Regions from separate parts of the Mus musculus genome. Here region 2 is linked to region 1. Evidence: chromatin contacts called from public Hi-C data. All regions are on one chromosome and are shown on one strand. Each heading gives the region's core, a stretch centred on a gene start, on an enhancer-like site or on the middle of the called end of the contact. The rest is flanking DNA. Distances are from core to core; before and after follow the strand shown. Region 1 overlaps Nudt3 (nudix (nucleotide diphosphate linked moiety X)-type motif 3). Region 2 overlaps Anks1 (ankyrin repeat and SAM domain containing 1).

Region 1 (6,949 bases), core at 1,912-4,411:
GGGACTCTGTGAGCTGCAGAGCGGGTGGGGAAGCACGCACAGGACTCGCTGGGCTACACTCTCCTTTAATGTAATATTTTTATTGATTCTTTGAACCCTCACATCATGCACCCTTATGCACTTGCCTCCTAGTCCTCGCACGCCCGCCCCTCTCCCATGGCCTCCTCCCCACTAAAATAACAAAGGGGGAAAAAGCTTGATGGCGGACACCTTTAATCCCAGCACTTGGGAGGCAGAGGCAGGCGGATTTCTGAGTTCGAGGCCAGCCTAGTCTACAAAGTGAGTTCCAGGACAGCCAGGGCTACACAGAGAAACCCTGTCTCTAAAAACCAAAATAAATAAATAAATACCATTTGATGCTGTTCATATGTTGACTGGAGCATGCTTATTAAACTCCATTGCCCATGCCCTGGAGCCCCAACAGACACCTGCGCTCCTGCCAGAGCTGCCTCGGTGGAGTTATCCTTGATGGCTTTCTCTAGAGGCTGTCAAGTTTTGGGGGAATGCAGTGGGTGAAGGTTGTTGTTCCCAGAAGCCCTTTATATTCATCTTTCTCAACTGCATGTTCAGTCTTCGATAGCACTGCAGGAATGGCTTCCTTGCCCTTCACAGTCTGCTATGCCAGAGGGAGCACGGACCCTCACCTTCCCTGTGGCACCTGGCCACAGCATGGAGCATGAGCGTCCATGTGGTCTCCAGCGGCAGTGGGGACGGCTGAGACCTACAAGGTTCTCTGCCGCGATACAGGCTATGGAGGTCTTTTGAGGCAGCCCAATCCCATAAATGGACCGTTGTCCTTCTCAAACATCTTGTCCCTATTCAGGGAAATAGTGCTGCCGGGAGCACAGTGTATACCAAGCCAGCAGGAGTGAGGCGAGGGCAGCCTCACACGTTGGAATCATACTCGCCAGGCAGTTTAAAACTACATGGTCATTCCAGGTGGTACTTATATTTAATCTTTTTATTTATTTGGTAAAGCATGACAGTACAAACTTCCTAATTTATTTTAAATGCTTTAAAATTGTGGCAAGATATACATAATATAAAATTTTTATTGTAAAAGCTCTGCAGCATTCATTACAGCCACACAGTTCTGTAGCCAGTATCCACTGCCAGCTGCAGGACAACCCCCTTCTATGTTCCACGCAAGAACCTTGTACCCTCCCAGGCAGTCCTTAACTTCAGAGCCCTGGGCAGCTGCCTTTCTCTGTGAATTTGACTGCTAGAGATTCCTCTCAGAAGTGCAATTAGGCAACTTTTACTTTTTTTTTTGCAGAGGGCTTATTGCATATTTATTTATTTATTTTCCAGGCTTATCTCACAGGGTTTAGAGTCTCTTCGTTCTAAAGCTTACATTCCATCCAAAGCTTACACTCAAGCACCTTGCTATCTTTGCCAATGTAAAAGTCTGGAAACAAGTCACTTGTCAGCATCGGGCCCTGCCAGTCCTTTACTGATTGATTGGACGTGAGTGTGTTTCATATGTACCTTTAAGATCACAGTTGGCCATGCAGAGTAACCAAGACTCAGCTGTGACTATCTGAAGGCTGGTGACTTTATAGGGAGAGATGCTGGAGAAGTGGCTCTTGCAGAGGACCTGGTTTTGATTCCCAGTCCCCCAACCCCCCCCCCCCCCACACACACACACACACATGGTGGTTTGCACTCCCTCACAGTCACAGATCCAGGGATCTGGTGCCCACCTTTGATCTCCTCCTCAGGCTCCAATACAGACACAGTACATTCACCTACAAAGCAAGGATGGCTCGCAGCTCTTCCAGAGAGCCAGAGTTAGTTTCCCAGCCAGCCCTCATAGCTAGGGAGAGGGACAGGGCTTATTGCATATTTATTTATTTATTTTCCAGGCTTATCTCACAGGGTTTAGAGTCTCTTCGTTCTAAAGCTTACATTCCATCCAAAGCTTACACTCAAGCACCTTGCTATCTTTGCCAATGTAAAAGTCTGGAAACAAGTCACTTGTCAACAGTGTGAGAGCTCAGGCTTCCTACCCACCACTTGTGAGTTCAGCTCCAGGGAATTGGATGCCCTCTCTTTGCTCCATGGATACATGTGCACCAAAGTATCCCCTGCATAGAACACATGCATATGCAGAATTAAAAGTCCTAAGAAATGTAAATGTACAGAAGGGAGAGCACTTGGTGACCAGGAGTTGGAAATACTGAAGTGACTCGGGAGATTGTGTAGTGCCGAGGACCAAGCAAGTGTAGTTGCTAGAAGAGAGCAGGAACTTAATCCTTCAGCTTCGGTCACAGCTACAGTCTTCTGTCTGCAGGGCAGTAGTGGCGTGCACACTCCTTTGATGCCAGCACTCAGGAGGCAGGCAGGCCTCGGGTTCAGCCTCATCTGTAAAGCAAAGCCTACCCAGAGCAACCTTGTCTTGAAGAACAGAAGCAAAACAAAATGAACATCTACAATAACTTGAAATATGTTTGTCATCCTACTTCAGTTTTTTTTTTTTTTAATTGAACCAGGCATGGTGGTGCACATCTTAAATCCCAGTGCTTGGGAGGCAGTCAGGTGGAGCTTTGTGAGTTTGGGTCTAGCTTGTCTGTGTCTCAGGTTATAGGCCAGCAGGGGGTACATTTCCAGAAACATTACTATCATCGTCGTCGTCGTCGTCGTCGTCTGTGCACGTGCACGTCCATATGTGCTGTGTGCCTCAGTGCTCACTTTCTCGTTCTTTCTCATGCTGCTGTACAGTGGAGCTCTGCTGTGGTCAGTTTTACTGTCTCTGTCGTTCGTCTAGGAAAGCTGGGATTACAGATAGGCACCGCTGTGCCCTGCTGTTGATGTGGGTCCCCAGGGTCTGACTCAGATCGGCAAGCTTGCTCAGCAAGTGCTGGCCTATCTCTCTCTGCCAGTTAGGCCGTCACACCAGCCCTCTCTTCCTTAATTCTTGATGTCCAGTTGAAGTAGGTTACAGGGTATGTCCAGAGTCCTGGGCTCTGAGAGTGTGCGGGAGCAGCAGCCACTTCTGAAGGCTGTTGGCTGGGTTAATTTTCACCTGGACGTGTAAAAGTTGTAAGCATGCCGCTACTAAAAATACGTGCCGCTCAGACCTCTCCTGTATATGTACTGAATGCATCTATTTTGGGGCCCTGTCGCACTGCCAAGATGCCCTAATCTCCCACAGCAGCTGAGCATGCTCCTTACCCTTAAGTGACAAGCCTGCTTCCTTCTCCATCGTAGCTGGCACACAGGGTCGTTGTGTCTCAGTACTGCAGGCACATGCGTAAATGTGCCCTGATTTCCTTCCCTTTAGGGGTCTCTTGCACAGCTGCCATCCTTGGGTGGAAGTGTTTAAATGCCAGTAGATGATGAGAGTCACTAAGCAGGGTTAACTTGGGAAACGACCCAGGTAACAGTAGCCATGGCTGGCTTCAAACTCAGAGGTCTCCTGGTCTCTGCCTCCCCATTGCTGGGACTAAAGGCGTGCGCTACCACACCCTGCTAATGGTGTGTATTGTTGTTGTAGTAGTGGTGGTGTGGCCCTGGAGGAGTCCTTAGTGAAGTCTGGAGAGTGTAGCCTTTCAGTTCACAGGCCTGACTGAAATAATCCTGGGAGGGAAAGTTGACTTTGTTGATGTAGATTATGGGCTGTCACAGCAGGTGGGGCAGGGGCTGTCTGGTGAGGACTGTTGCCCCTCACACACCAATGACCCAGGAAGCAGAGAATACAGGAAATAGAGACAGACAGGTTAGAGCATGAAAGGCCTGTCCTTATGAGTTAATGCTGAAGGCAAGGCCCTCCCAGTGTTTGATACTGTAATGCAAAGCCAGGGACCAAGCAAGAGCCTGTAGTCTCAGACTATTCTGCCCATGTCCCCCAAAGGGTCACCATAGCCATCTTTATAATGCAAATGAATTCAGTTCCTCCTGACTAGTCTCAAGTCTTAACCATTGCAAACACAGTTCTAAAGTTCACCCTTAGGAGGAAGATGCCGCTCAGTAGTAGAGCCTGTGCCCATGAAGGCTCGGTCCCCGAGGGCCAAAAACAAAGAAGCAAAACAGTGCGGGGCGAGGATATAAACAGAGTGTTACAGACTTCCAGTGTCTGGTGACAGTGCACATTGCCAGTGTGAGCCAGCAGCAGGATTGTCATGGAGACTGGACCCAGGAGAGCCATCCAAATTCTGTAGTTAGTTCTGGGTCTGGTGTCTGGGGGCGCGTGGTGGCTTTGGCCTTTGCAGCCTGTATAGCCTGGACCAACGTCCCTCGGTGCTGTAGCTTCCATCCCTCAGCAGAAGGCCTACATTCATTGCATCCACAGCAGCCTCACTCAGCCTCCGTGGGACCCTGGAGGAGATGTAACTCCGCAGTGCATTGCTTGGCCTCGCTCTTATCTTTTGGACCATAGTTTGAACCTTTATCGTCCTTCAGTCTTTTTTTTTTTAAAGATTTATTTATTATTATACGTAGGTACACTGTAGCTGTCTTCAGATACCATAAGAGGGTGATTGTGAGCCACCATGTGGTTGCTGGGATTTGAACTCAGGACCTTCAGAAGAGCAGTTGGTGCTCTTACCCGCTGAGCCATCTTGCCAGCCCCCGTCCTTCAGTCTTTAGTCCTGTGCACCTGTGGACCAGCACCATGTGGACCGTGTTGAGTCCCATCAGCTGGAGTTGCCGCTGGGCCTCCTTTGCTAGAATGACATTTTCCTAGGCAGCCCCTTTCTGTCAGTGTGCCCCTTTGGCTTTCTGATTGAGACAGGGTCTTGCCGGAGGCTGGTCTGGAACTTGCTCTACAGTTGATGTTGCTTTCAAATTTAAGATTGGCGCGCGCGCTTCAGCTTACTGAGTACTAGAGTTACAGGCATTCTCCACCATCTTTGAAAATGGTTTGTATTTAATACCCTTCATAGGGAGGTCCCACCTTTTAAACATTTCCTGTTGTCCCAGGCAAAGCGTGGGGAGGCTTGCTTCATCTAGAGCTGTAACTGTGTGCTCCCAAACTCTATTTCAGCTTCCTGATCCTCTGTTACCCTTCAGATTATAAGGCTATAAACCCCAACCATGGCCGAAGTTATAGATCTATAGCCTGAGGGTCTTGTCTGGACTCTCCTCTGCTAAATACAGTAGTCTTTTGGTTTGCTTGTTGGTTTGTTGGTTTGTTTGTTTTGGCTGTGGTAGGGTGGGGTTGAAGCCAGACCTCACGAAGCTTTCTTGTGTCGCAGAGGGTAACCATGAGCCTCCACCTCCCCACCTTCCCACCTCCCCGGTGCAGACAGGATGAGCTTGCTTGCTTTATCTATCTCAGATTTTATGAGGCTCTGGGAACCAGATTAGCATTGCACACATGGTGGGCAAACCCTGCCAACTGAGCTGTATCAGCAGCCTTATCACTTTTAAAATTCGGCCTCATTTTAAGGTTTTGAACAAAACTTAGATTATTTGTCACAAAGCAACATGAGAGTGCCTGGCCGAGTCCACACCTTGGCCTGAGGGGCAGTGTTCACTGTCCACCCTGCCGTCTGACAGGCTGGTTTTCTTAACCCTCTCAAGAATAACCAGCAGGCAAGGCTGCCAGCAGCCAGGATATCCAGCCCGCACTTCTAACATCTTCCTCATCTTCACACAAACTAGTGTGGTCAGGTTTAGTGGTTGCGTCCAGCTGTCTCCTTCATATTACTGCGACCCTGTGCTTGACAGGGAATCCTCACAGGTGGGAATAGTCCATGTAGGGACAGATGGCTGGAGCACACGGTGGCAGATGCTCTCCACAGTACTCAGGATTAAAGCTGAGCACACAGGTCAGATTGGGGTGGCAGAGCCTTCATGGGCATGTCCCTCAAGAATTCTGCCAGCCAGAACTTACCAGAAGGCTCTGCCATTGTGGAGGTAGTACCACAAGCAGGGGCCAGGTGCCGTGCAAACATGGCATGGGGACATTCCAGAGCAAGCCACATACAGTGGCCGAGCAAGGCTGCCACCATAGGCCTGTGTTGTCAAATGTTGCTTGCTGGGAGTTAGGGGGTGTGGCCTTGTTGGAAGAGTTGCCTCACTGGGGGTGAGCTTTGAAGTTTAAAAAGCCCACACTGTTCTTAGGTAGTATAAGTGCACTCGCTGTCTGTCTGCCCCTCTGTGTGTATCTGTCTGTCTGTCTGTCTCTGGTTTTGTCTGTCTCTGTCTCTCTCTCTGGAATTGTGAGCCTCAAATTGAGTGTTCTCTTGTATAAGTGACCTTAGTCATGGTATGTCTTTATAGCAATAGAAAAGCAACTAAGCCATGGTATTGCACAGTAAGCTCTCCATTGCCCGTGAGAATTAGCTGGGTGGGTATGGAGTCTGCTGTATTCACATCTGGGAAATGGCTTCTGTAAAAGGAAAGCTGGAAGTGCCCAAGGTCTCTGTCCAGAAGCCTGGGGCCGTGACTCAATGATAGGTTGCTCAGCCAGGACACAGCACACAGAGGAGCTTGGTTTTGGACTCCAGCACCAAAAACCAAATAGAAAAGAAATGAACAAGAAGGCCAGTGAAGTAAATTATGATATGACCATATTAGTAAAGTCCTCAGAGGGGCTGGAAAGAAGGTCAGCGGTTAAGAGCACTGGCTGTTGTTCCAGAGGTCCTGGGTTCAGTTCCCAGCCCCTACGTGGTGGCTCCTAAGTGCTTCTTATTCTTATTTCCGTTTCAGGGCATCTGATGCCTCCCCTTTTAAAATTCTAATTTTTATTCTATGCGAGTACATGTTTTGCCTGCCTGTATGTGCATGCAGTGCCCACAGAAAACTAGAATAGAGTTTTGCATCTCCTGGAACTGGAGTTACAGACTTCTGTAAGCTGCCCTGTGGATGCTAGGAATTGAACCCAGGTTCTGCAGGAGGTGGGCTGGAAGAGCAGGCCCCTTAATTGCTGAGCCATCTCTCCAGCCAAAATGATTCCTTTTTCTGGACTGTGCAGGCACAGGTACCAATGTGATGCACACATACA
Region 2 (6,949 bases), core at 1,464-3,963, 340 kb before region 1:
CAGAGCTGTGTCCTTACACAGGCCAACACTGTGATATGTGACCTTTGAAAAGAGCGGCTGTAAGGGTGGGGGTGGCTGGGAATAAAGACCAGTGGTAGAATACTTGCCTAACACACGTCAGGCCCTAGGTTCAATTCCCAGATACCACACCCACACCCACACCTGAATGCATGATACATCATGTATCTAAATAGCAGATATTATCTGAACAAACACCACAACAACATTTGCTTATTGCTCTCTCTTTTTTTTTTAAAGTTTTATTTATTATTACATGTAAGTACACTGTGGCTGTCTTCAGACACACCAGAAGAGGGCATCAAATCTCATTACAGATGGTTGTGAGCCACCATGTGGTTGCTGGGATTTGAACTCAGGACCTCTGGAAGAGCAGTCAGTGCCCTTAACTGCTGGGCCATCTCTCCAGCCCACATTTGCTTATCTCATTGTTTGTCACAGGGAGAATTCTAGAAACCCGAGGCTTTGGTGAGGAAGGATCTGGGAAAGCATCCAGGCCAATTCCTCTGTTTTACTGCACTTCTTCTTTCTTTCTTTTTTGGTTTTTCAAGGGTTTCTCTGTGTAGCCCTAGCTGTCGTGGAACTCACTCTGTAGACCAGGCTGGCCTCACACTCAAAGGCCCGCCTGCCTTTTCCTCCGAGTGCTGGGACTAAAGGTGTGTACCACCACCTCCTGGCTTCCTTTGCTTTATACATGAAGAAACTACACTCAAGAAGTAACCCCACTCCCAAGGTACACTGGAAGCTGGACTGGAATCACTCTCGGAGGCTCGGTGGTAGAGCGCATGTGCTCAGGTTTGAGCATGGCATCACCACCAAACCACCACCTACCCAGTAGGTGCAGGATCTTCTGAACTCTCTTCTACTGAGGTGGTTCTCCCAATATAGCCCCAGCTCATTTCAAATGCCAAATCCTGTTGCCATGTGCCTGACTCAGGGACTTTAGGGTCTGAACCTTAAAATCTAGGCATTTGGAGGCTGGTGAGATGGCTCAGCAGGTAAAGGTGCTTGCCACCAAGCCCGACAACCTGAGCACAGTAGCAGGACTCTCGTGGTGGAAGGCAAGAGCCACCCTGTCAGCTCCCTGACCTCCAAAGGTGCACCTGTGTCACCATGATGTGCCCCAGTCTCCTCGCCTGCAGAACAAGGAAGGTAACTGGCCCACAGTAGGTGTCACAGTGCCAGGCAGGGGCACAACACAAGTGCCCCCCCTCAGAAAGATGGCTGTGAAGACCAGATGAGGGATGGCGCATGGGGTGAGGCACAAGGCAGTGAGTAAAAACCAGGGGCCAGGGGTTGTTTTAAAGTCAAACAACCAAGAACCTGGACTTGGGTGTGGCTTCAACCTAGACTCTCCATTGTGAGAACACATACTTCCCAAATTGCCCAGACTAATACCTCTGCCTGGGGACACCAGGGTGCTTGCCTGTGACAGAGTATTCCTGACAGGCTGATTGCAAGCGTGAAATCCCAGTTCCTCCAATGACCCCAGAAACCTTATGGCTATCAAACCCTGTTCTCCCTTCTGCTGTGCCTTGTCCTTCACAGTCTCAAATGTAATGGGCACAGTGCCTACAGCAGCCTGACCAGGCCAGCTAGACTCAGGCCTGCTCTGCAACAGCTCTGCTCACAGACAGGAGAACAGCATTCTCAGTCTCTGGAGGTGCAGAGCTTCCAGCGGGGGCAAAGCCACACAGCAGCCACCAGGATGCAAAAGCTGTCAAACAGGCCAGCTTGACAAAGCACAAAGCAGGCCATCTAGTCACACAAGGAAGGAACTGGCTCCATCTCCTCCTGCTTCTGGATCCTCACTACAGACTGGAGAAGCTAGCTCAGATCAGAGAAGGGTTCCACTCGGTTATAAGGTACCCATGAGGAGTGTTTCATTCTAATAACTTGCCCCCTTCCCCATCCCGTCTGTCTGTCTCTACACACACACACACACACACACACACACACACACACACACACACACACACACACAAAACGTATGCACACGATCTGTGTGGATCTGGAGGTCTAGAGTACCTGCAGTCTCCCTGTGCACCATCAGCCCTCCCATCCTGATCATGCTGTGCACTCCTTTTCTCTATCCCACAGCCCAAGGACACTCGGTGTCAGAATGGCTTCCTGGCAGGCCTCCACCCAGTCACCATCTCTCGTTCAACACTTCACTCATCTATTTGGACTTCAGCATCCTTTTGCTGTTCCAGAGCTTAGAAGCCTGGTGTTCTAAATGACTGCCTGCTGCTGTTTTCTTGGTCAATGTGGGACCTACCTGGGGCCTTACTCATGGGAAGTGAGCACTCTGCCACCCCAGGTCTCACTTTAAAACTGAGACGTAGTCTTTCTTAAGTTACTCAAGCCAGCTGTGAACTGATTCTCTTGCTCAGCCCTATAAGTACCTGAGATACAAGCCTGCATGAACAGAGCAGGCTTGCAAAGGCTAACCTTTACTGCCTATTTATGAGTGAATTAATGTCCTAGCCTCCAAACCACACACCCAGTCTAACTTTCCACTACCCTGTCAGTTTCCTGGTGGCTTCTTAGATATATCAAACCCCTTCTCCCACCGGTACCCTTATGCACGGTGCCCCCTTGCTTGGGCACCATCTCCAGATGTCCTCTCTGCCAGCCCTAATAAGGATGCCTTTTCTGTCCAAACACCCCTCCCTCCTTCTCTGCGTCCTCTGGCACCCAGATGCTCTGAGTGCACACACTTCTGTGCTAGGGACAGCAGTGCTAATTAGCTACTGTGTGCCACTCACCATTCCAAGGGATCTTTGATTACTAGATCCTAATAAGAAACACATACAATTATCTCCAAGGAGACAGAGTCCCAGGCTAACTGGCCCAAGGTCACAAAGCAGGGACAACCAAAACAAGCCAAAACCCTTGACACTTGTATTTACAACAGGCTTTGTGTTGCACCAAGATCGTAAATGGCAGTGGGACCCACCCGGCCACGCCCCAAGCTGAGCATTAGGAGTGCTTAGACAGCGGAAAGCCAGGCCAAGCCCCTAGTCAGACACTGGTTCTGGTGCCTAGCAGCCTTCAGAGCAGCTTTCCTTCTCCTGGGAGCTGGAGAGAAGGGCCAAGTTCCACAGCAACACAGCTGGGAAAAGCCAGAGCACCCTTTAAATGACACTAGACTGCTGACAGTGTCTACAAGTGAGGAGTGGACACACCTCATAGACACGGAGAGGACACATTTTATGTCCACACTGCCCAGGCTCCAGGGCTCTGAGCTCTTACGTGCCAAGTACTAGTTTCAAGGTATAAAAGCAGCTACAGACAAATTGGAGGAGGGTCACAAAACAACTGAGAAGGTCCTTTGTGCAAACTCAAGGCAGTGGGGAAGGCTGTGTTCTCCAAGCCTCTGAAGATGCTGCTGTGTCTCTTTTTTCTGAAAACACATCTCTTCACAGGCAGATGTTAGAACAGAGGTCAGTCCTGCCTTAAGTTGTTGTTGTTGTTGTTCTAATATGCAAACAAGTTGGGTGTGTCGGCAATCGCCTTTAACCCCAGCATAAGAAGACAGAAGCAGTAGGAACTCTTAAGGCCAGCCTGGTCTACAAAGCAAGTTGTAAAACTGCCAGGGCTACAAAGATAAACCCTGTTACAAAAGAATCAAATAAAATAAAAATATACAACCAGAAGGTCTGTGTGCTGCTTCAGCCTGTAACCCCATTACTTGGGGAAGGTGTGAGGGTGTGTGTGTGTGTAGTCAGAAGGATGGAGAGTTGAGCATCACCCGGCACTATTTGGGAAAGAGAAGAAAAAGAAAAACTGCAATACAAATAGAAAATTGAAATGTAGTGATGTTAACAGGCTGGAACCCTAGTGATTTGTGGATAACAAGCAGACTTTTTGCCATTGTGACTAACTAGCATAGCCCGCTACTATTAAAGCCAGAGACTCACAGTAAACCTTGGCTCCTAATTGCTTGTGTTTTCTTATTGGAAAAACATTCAGAAGAAAACATGTTTTACCCAACAGTGTATTCTGACAGAAAGTCTGAAACAAACTAGCCCTTGTGTGTCCTCTGTGCTACTCTGATTGGGGGGGTGGGGGAGGAGACACACAGGGTGAGATTAACTATTTTTAACTTTGGGAAAAGAAGCCACTAAAATAGATGTTTTTTCTTCTCTCTCTCTCTCTCTCTCTCTCTCTCTCTCTCTCACACACACACACACACATACACACACACAAACACACCCTCTCACACACACATACTGCTGGCACAGTTCCCATCATGCTTGCTGACTGTCCATATCTTGTCTGTGTTCCTGACACACTGCAACCGCAGGGAACAGGCCCTAGCCACTGCACATCTATAGAAAAGGCTGGAACAGCAGCTGTAGGAAGAGGGAACCCGTTAGCGCCAAGTCCTCAGCAGGGCAGAGCGCGCCATAAAGCAGGCATCAGGTCAGAGCTCCCCAGCCTCCTACACTAGAACCTCAGCATGCACCACCAGGCCTATGAAACTCTTTGGGGTGGAAGGATATGGATCATGTAAACAAGGCTGGTTTTGAACTCCTGGTTATCCTGTCTCTAACCTCTGTAGTGCTTCCTGCTTCATGTACATCACTCCCAGGGAGGCATATTAGCACTTAACTCTGAAGAATTCATAGGAACAAACCCACAGACTGGCTAGAGCCTGGCACAGCAGGCTTACTGAGCATCATTTCAAATGTTCTGTGTATCTTCAAAAAACTCCTGATTTGGGGGGGGGGGGGGCGCAGGCATCAGGAAAACAATTTCAACCTCTTAGTTCTGAGTGGGCGAGCAGACCTACTCTTCAACAGCTACTCCAAAGCATTCTATTTAGCACATGGCAAAGGAAAGTCTAGCAGACACAAGGAGAGGACTGCAGCCAAGACACAGACGCTACAGACTTCAACAAGCTGGCGAAACTGGACAGGAACAGCAAACAGGAAGTAACAGTGAAACGTAATAAATGCCATGATGAGAGACATAAGCCAGGCTCTGGGTAACAGGGAAAGGCCTCCCTCCCACGCAGGACGGGAAGACCTTCAGTAAGCACTAACACAGAGGGTGCCTTTCAGCAACCATTAACAAGAAGCTGCGGTGTGCTGTGGCATCTAACTCAGCACCATGCTGGGGAAGTGTGAGCTTGCCACTCTGAAAATGAATCAAGCTTCGGGGCCACCCCAAGGACTAAGTGCCCTATAGCTGCCAAGCTAGGATTTGAACTGGCACGGCTTGAAGTTGCGAGGTGGCACAGAAAATGCCATGGGCAGAGAGGCGTGTGTACAGGTCTCCTGTTGGGTCCAGAGAAGGCACCTGTTAGATGAGGTGACCCTGTAGCATCCCATGCACGGGAATGGTGAGCTCAGTGAGAGCTGTGAGCCAGACTGCAGAAGCCCAGCAATGCAGGAAGGCAGGCCACGGTCCCAATGAAGGAGCCCTGAGTCAGGGTTTGATTTCCTGTTGGAAATAATAATCCTCAGGGGACCTTCACCGGAGACTAACTCCCAGGACTTCCACAAAGGACCGGGCGCCGTACGGTTTACCAACTACAACCAACTCTTAGATTTATTTAACTTTCTCCTCTTTCTTTACTGTGGTGTTGAGGATGGAACCACAGCCTTGCAGAAGCTAGGCAAGAGTCTTACCACTGGGAACCAACTTAAAAACAGTATAGAAACTTCAATGCACGGGAGCAACTGATCAACTCCACACTTAGAAGGCTAGCTTTGTGGTGATCCGTCAACCAGGCACATGTTCATTACCTTGTTCTTCACCACTGAGGAAGCAGCAGAGCACTTTTAACTGGGCTGTAGACAGCAGCGAACAGCAGCCCTCTCGGGAGACCATGTTTTCTGGGATGGCCTCCGTAAAAGGACCCACAGAGGCTGCATGCTGTGTTCCTCCTCCTAAGTCTCTCCACCAAGTGCTAAGGTGCACTGGGATGGGGTGGGGTGGGGTGCGGGTGGCAGCCATATTGGCCCAGTGTCTTCTCCCATGCACAGCACAACTGTAAACCTAAAGTTTAATGAGCACTAACAATGGCAGGCTCTGCTAGAAACCCTGCCAAATGAGATCCCTTGCTCCTCACATCCCTGCAGATGACTCGCTGGAAAGGGAGGGGACTGAGGAAGAGGGCTGTAACACTCTGCTAACAGGGAGCTGGCTTAAGAACCACACTCTCCCATGTTAAGGAACCATGCGTGGCCTTGCCTGCTCAGGACTCAACAGCCTTTGACTTTCAGTCAGAAGCTACACACCAGCTGCCTCAACACTGATTTCCTGATGGCCACACTCAGTCTCTAGAAACAGGGAACTGACATGACCTTAGGGATTTATGGTAGGAAAAGAGACCAGAAGGGCTTTTCTGGAGAGCGCCTGAGATAGGAATGGAGGGGGAGAGTCAGGCTCTGTAGGAAGCCTAATAACTATGAGCAAAGAAAAAGCCTCCTCTCTCCAGGCCCACAGTCCTACAGCTCCACAAGTTGCTCAACAGCCCCTGGGCTCCATATTTTCTATACAGGGCAGCCAGGGCCAGCTGGGCCGAGACCCTCTTAGCTTTAGCTGTAGAGGAGAGGCCAGGCCAGAAACAGGGCCACAGGCTACATGTGCAGTCTGCATTAACAAGAAGTCTACTGAAGAAAAGCAAAGAAAAAAGCCCCTTATGCCACGTGTCGTGGCTCACACCTTGGCAGGAGCAGAAAAACTGATACGGGTAGCCTAACAAAAGTTTTATTTTACTCTGCTGAGGGTCATCACACAAGGATCACACTCTAAACTTCTAACTATGGTCCTACGCCTGTCTCCCCGACGCCGCTCACCTGTGTGATGTATCCTAGCTGAGGCTCAGGTCCAGTCTCTAACAGAAGTCTCTGATTCCATGGTCAGGATCCTGGGGGGAGATTCTTCAGCCACAGGGCAGATCAAGATGGTGCCTGCA

What was found. A called contact is a pair of places that touch in the nucleus more often than the background predicts.
Region 2: a contact with region 1 is called in a Hi-C map of embryonic stem cells, with 2.0 times the contacts expected there. The contact joins two enhancer-like sites.

The regions. Positions count from the first base shown.
Region 1 is chr17:27,599,918-27,606,866 of GRCm38.p6, reverse strand. All of the region lies in intron 1 of Nudt3 (nudix (nucleotide diphosphate linked moiety X)-type motif 3), which reads left to right. Among named protein-coding and RNA genes, the nearest start is that of Nudt3, 20 kb to the left of the region's middle. Within about 2 kb of position 3,161, at least 39 of the 459 cell types and tissues checked have an H3K27ac peak or open chromatin away from gene starts, as enhancers often do. A contact at or near this core is called in embryonic stem cells, where this site is marked.
Region 2 is chr17:27,936,590-27,943,538 of GRCm38.p6, reverse strand. The region is part of intron 1 of Anks1 (ankyrin repeat and SAM domain containing 1); the gene reads right to left. Among named protein-coding and RNA genes, the nearest start is that of Anks1, 31 kb to the right of the region's middle. Within about 2 kb of position 2,713, at least 43 of the 459 cell types and tissues checked have an H3K27ac peak or open chromatin away from gene starts, as enhancers often do. A contact at or near this core is called in embryonic stem cells, where this site is marked.